Regions from separate parts of the Mus musculus genome. Here region 1 is linked to region 2. Evidence: chromatin contacts called from public HiChIP or PLAC-seq data. All regions are on one chromosome and are shown on one strand. The core of a region is the stretch at or near the end of the contact, and the rest is flanking DNA. Distances in the headings are between cores, read along the strand shown.

Region 1 (2,700 bases), core at 9-2,508, 820 kb before region 2:
GCTCTGGTATGGAGCACAACCCATCATTATTGAGAATAGCAAAATACAGCAAGGCAGCCTGTCTCCAGAGAACTGAGACTCCTTTGGCAGGTACCTTCCAACAAGGTGCCAAATGCTAATTACTATCATCTTCGTGTGGGCTTGGGTGTCATTGTTTCCATTCTTTATAAGATGAAAAACGGGAAGACACAGTTTGTCCCTATAATTTGGGCGGTCCTTCATCCTCTCTGCACCTCCCACTTCACCACCTACCTCAAGACCCCTGCAACCCTCCTCCTGCAGCCCCTTACCACGCCAGGTGGGTGAACTGAGAGTCCACAGACACTCCCAGCACCTCGCAGCCTAGCTTTCGGAAGTCCTCAGCATGGTCGCTAAAAGCGATGATCTCCGTGGGGCAAACAAAAGTGAAGTCCAGTGGGTAGAAAAAGAGGACCACGTACTTCCCTAGGGAAGAGGAGAACGGAAGGGAAGTCAGTGCTAACTTCTTTCACATGTAGACCCTGACCCCACCTGCTCCCACTCCGCTCAGCCTCACCTCTGTAGTCCGAAAGCTTGATTTCCTTGAAGGCACCATCCACCACCGCTGTGGCCGTGAAGTCAGGAGCCGACTTTCCGATTTGCGCGTTGCCGGAGGCCATGACTGAAATCAGAGACCCACACAAGCTTGGTCTTTAGAGCCTTAGAAGATCCTTTGTCTTGCCTTTCCAAGGTCACTTTTGGTGCTAAGTCTAGATAGTAAAACCGAGAGAGGTGGAAGGAGCGCTCATATTCACCCTCCCAGTATAAAGTCTGCAAGGCCTCTGAATACCCGCCCCCCTAAACAGGGAACGAATGATGGGTCACCGCTGCTACCCAAATTATGGAGTCAGACCGAGTGCGGGTGGAGGGGGAAGTGAGCTCCTAGTTCCAGAATAGGACGGCTAAGCTAAGAGCGATGGACTGCCGAGCTCGGTGATCCAGCCTGCAAGCCAGGGCTCGGGCCTTGGTTTCCCGGGCAAGGACAAAGCGGCCACCATTGAACATGGAAAACAAAGACCTCCAAGCATAGAGGTCGTGATGAGGCCTGCACCACACTAGTGGGGCTCCTCCCATTCGTGTGCATTCTGGGTTTTCATACCTGCGTGAGCAAGAGCCGGACACACGGACGTCCAGACACGGGTAGAGACAGGAAAGAGATCTCAAAACCGAGAGAGCCCTAGGCCGGAGAACCTTTTATGCGTGGCCCAAACCACACCAGGCAGTGCGCGGGGAGGTGGGCGGGACAGCGCCGCGGTCGGATCCATTGCGGCTGCCGGGGGGGTGAGGGGAAGGCGCCGCGTGGCCCGGTCCACACGCTTTCACAAGGGTTGGGTGGGGTGTGCCCTTTCGGACGCCAAGATTGTCTGTGCTGTGGGCTCCTCGCGAGCCTCGGCCACGGGGCGCGTTGGGGTCGGTTGGAATCCGGGCATGGCCCGGAGCCACTTGGCTCCGTTGCTGACTCCCCTAGTGCTCCTAGGTCTGGTGTCCCCTACTCAGATCGACCCAGACTACCAATACTTTGGCCCGCACGGTGAAGGTGATACCTGGGAGCTGCTGACGCTGCAGCGACAAAAGGGTAAACTAGCAGGTGGACGGGAGTTACGCTATGAAAAGGTGTCCTCCCCACCCCAACCCCCGAAGGCCTCACTTGGCCAAGGCCCTACAAACAGACCCTCTCTGGCTGACTTCAGATCCCTGCCCAGCTCAGTGCAGGCTGGGTCTCAAGGAACTGGGCACTTTTTCTCTGAGTGTGATTTCTCGTCTGTGAGTTATTGTTTTGTTTTATTTTGTTCCGTTTCACTTTATTGAAAATTTACAGCCATGCCCCAACCGTACTACCTTTTGTTCTCAACTTCTTGCCCCGCAGCTTCCTTGGTCATCTGATAATTATATTAAACACTGCCTGTCTAATAAACAACCTATTAACATAGTGCTAGAAGGGTGGAGGCAGAGAAAGAAACTGGCCAGTCAGCTTGAGGTGGTAAGAACCAACACAGCTGGAATGACTAGCACAGTTAAAGTCACAGGGACTGTGAGACAGTGAAAAGGGAACAGCAAAAGGCCTAAGGGAAGAATAGGGAAAGGGGATGCCATTTGGCAAAGATCTGCTGAGGAAGGGTGTGGGGCACCAGCCTTTGTGAGTTCATCTACATGAGGAAGTATCAGTGAAGAATTCTGATGAAGGGTTGGGATTGCATTTGGTACTCAGTTGGTGGAGCACTGGCCCAGCATGTCCGAAGTTTTGATCCTTCCCCAGCGCTGCATAATCCACTGTACCCGTACACACCTACAATCCTAGCATTTGGGAGGAGTAGGGACCTGAAATTCAAAGACATCTTTGGCTACCCAAGGACTTGGAGGCCAGCTTGGGGTACATGAGGCTCTGTTGTTTTGTTTTGTTTTTAAGGAAGGAAGGAAAGAAAGGAAAGGAAAGGAAAGGAAAGGAAAGGAAAGGAAAGGAAAGGAAAGGAAAGGAAAGGGTCTTGTAAAACTGTAGGTCAGTGGCTCTTTAGCACTACCTTAAAAAATATATATATATCGCTTCTCCTGAGCATAAAAATTACTTTGTTGCTACAAGTTAGCTCAGCACCAGGGGGTTTAAGTGCATTTATTATGTCAATTATATCATTTAACTTAACATCTGTCAGCCTTGTTAGTCAGGTGGCACTGGGCCTGCTGGGT
Region 2 (2,700 bases), core at 53-2,552:
CACTACACTCTTGGCTACAGGCAAATCTTTTGGAGGCATTTTCCCAATTGAGAGTCCCTTTTCCCAAATGACTTGGGTCAAACTGACATAAAACTAGTCGGCCCACATGGCAAGAATCCCCTCCTCCATCTCAAAAACATCATAAAAAGTTTAAAAAGGTCACCTTGGGTCTGAGATGTAGTTTCATGGTAGAGTGTTTTATCATGCAGGAAGCTCCATGTTCCATTCCTAGTACCTCAAATAAATATTTTAAAAGCCGATTTGAGGCCAGGTTGTGGTGAATCATACTTTTAATCCCAGCACTCTGGAAGCAGAGGCAGGTTTGTCTCTGAGTTTGAGGCCTGATCTACAGAGTTAGTTCTAGGACAGACAGCCAGGGATATACATAAACTCTGCCTGGAAATAAATTAAAAATAAAAATAAAATAAAAAGCCAATTTGAATAAACCAAATACCTGAGTTCCGCTGTTTCTTCTTATTCATTTTATCTTTCCCTGAGAAATCTGAAAACAACAAACAAACTCTCCAGCTGTTGCCAGCACTGTATGTCCCCATCTGTACCCTGTCTCCCTCCTCCACTGGGCCCATCTGGCAGCCTGATGAGGGGAGTCAGCTGGTCTTCAGCAGGACACTGGGTGGGGCGACAGGTCATAGCCACCTTGGACCATGGCCAGGTAGCCATTCACACCCTTTCCCTGTGTGAAGGAACGATCTCGTCCTCTTCACGGTATCTGCTGGAGTCTCTGGGTTGGAGACAACTACGTTTCTCCCCCACCCACACCCAAAGCTTAATTATCTGGGACATGGGGTACTTGGAAGCTTCAGAGAGGTCTCTGGAGACCCACCAAAGTCACACAAGACTTTAGGAGGGCTACCCCGCGTCAGGAGTGGCTTCCGGCCAATGTCTTCAGACTGTGGGACCCATGGCAAGCCAGAACCAACCTGGGCCACAGCAGTAATGGAAGTTGCTCTGTCCTTAGTCGGGACGAGGTCAACCTGGATCTGATGGGGAATAGGTCGCCTAGGTCACTGGCGTAACGTTCTGAGAAAATACCCACATAGGCAGTCACGGGGACCGCGTGGCAAACTGGCGGTGGGAGACAGGAAGGCCTGAGGCCTGACACTGTGGACTCGGCTCCTGAAGACCTGCGCCACAGACGGGAGAGCAGGAGCATCCACACCCACACCCACACCCGCACCCACTCCACCACAAAGCCTAACAGAACGATGTGCGGCGGTGTGGAGCCACAGACGTCACACTGCCGCGCCCTCACACCTGCAGCTCTCTCTCTTTTTCCCGCCCGTGAGGCCACGCCCCACGCACGCGTAGTACCGACTACACACCTTACGCATGCTCCGCCTTCTCTCTGCCCTACTTTATGCTAGGCGCATGCGCCTCCACGCTCTGACTGCCGGGAATTGTAGTTTAACTAGAGAGCCCACGAATCCAGCCGCCGCGCTCCTGAAGGCCAAGGCGGAAGCTGGGCGGCCCAAACTCGAGAATCCCGGGGGGCCGGGCGCGGAGGAGGGACTCAGGGCTCAGGAACAGCGCGAGCTCTGAGACTCGACTTCGGTGAAGAGGCAAGGCAAGGCAAAGGTGCAGGGGCTGGTAGTCCGGGCTTCGAGCCTGGAAGATGCACAAGAGGAATGGACCCCAGGCACCCCCGGGCCGAGGTGCTGTCACTGCCCGCCAGGTGAGTGTGTGCCCCTCTACCCACCGAGGGGTACCTGCCCACCCTTCCTCAGAGTCTCTCTCCACCCTTCCTCACACTCGCGGGGAGTGCCCCACCCCCAGAAAAGCCTGATCCTCGCCACCAGGTGAACCCTGGTCTCCGCCCCGCCCCCGAGGTGAGGTGTATGGCCTACTGGGTTGGGCCATCCAGCTTCTAGCTTCACACCCCAGATTCAGGGAACACCTGTTGCTGCAGCACTTCCAACCGGGAAGGGAAAGCAATCAGACCGGCTTTTCAGGCCTTTGCATTAACTGGGTCAGGCCACACTCTACACCCATTGTACAGATGAGGACACTAAGGATAAGGGAGGCGCAGAGATCTATCTAGTCAAGGTCACAAGGATGAAGCACCTGGCCAGACAGAAATGTCAGTCCAGAGGTGTACAGGAAAACCTACAAGACTGTGGCCCAGAGCCATACTCCCAGATTCAGGGCCTGTGGGAGTTTGATTTGTCCCATCTTTGAACCAGGGATCCCAGGGCTCTGTGCTCAGGTTCCCCCTGACCTAGGTACATTTGACTGAATGTATTTGTAGTTTGGAGCCTCAGTTTTTCCACCTGTGGAATGGAAGCCTAGAAGAGTCCTTAAAGGGCAGTTATAAAGACTTACTGAGACTATTTATGGAAAAATGCTAGAACAGAGGGAGTGTGGCCGCTGGATTCTTGGGCTCTCTGTGACTAATGGCTTCACTCAATAGGTGAAGCCATGCATAACTGCTAAGATTTGGCCAATTTGGACCTATAGAAAGGGTAATTTCATGTAACTCATCATATTTTGTTGGTCACTAGCCAAAGCAGAAGGGCAGGTCTATAAAAAAGACCCAGTTCTTCAACTTTGCCCCCACTGTTGTCATAGTCATCGTGGCTTTTATTTATTTATTTTTCTCCTTGCCATGCTGGGATGGAACCCAGCTTTGCACATACTAGGGTTAGGGTTAGCACTTTAATGATGAGTGCACCTTCCAGTCCC

What was found. HiChIP or PLAC-seq counts read pairs in DNA pulled down with a chosen protein or histone mark.
Region 1: a FOXA1 HiChIP or PLAC-seq map of pancreatic cancer cells shows a contact between it and region 2. The contact joins the promoter of Prdx2 here to the promoter of 4930432K21Rik in region 2. A contact is called at or near these places in 1 of 39 promoter capture datasets (cranial neural crest) and 1 of 115 datasets of contacts at active chromatin or transcription factors (pancreatic cancer cells).

The regions. Positions count from the first base shown.
Region 1 is chr8:84,968,180-84,970,879 of GRCm38.p6, reverse strand. It overlaps Prdx2 (peroxiredoxin 2), which reads right to left and starts at 1,258. Exons shown (of 6, transcript NM_011563.6): 1 at 1,118-1,258; 2 at 536-640; 3 at 291-444. The coding sequence starts at 638. It also overlaps a transcript of Rnaseh2a not described here.
Region 2 is chr8:84,146,640-84,149,339 of GRCm38.p6, reverse strand. 4930432K21Rik (RIKEN cDNA 4930432K21 gene) reads right to left here and starts at 1,302. Exons shown (of 9, transcript NM_029045.2): 1 at 942-1,302; 2 at 455-502. The coding sequence starts at 482. Cc2d1a (coiled-coil and C2 domain containing 1A) reads left to right here and starts at 1,423. Exons shown (of 29, transcript NM_145970.2): 1 at 1,423-1,693. The coding sequence starts at 1,634.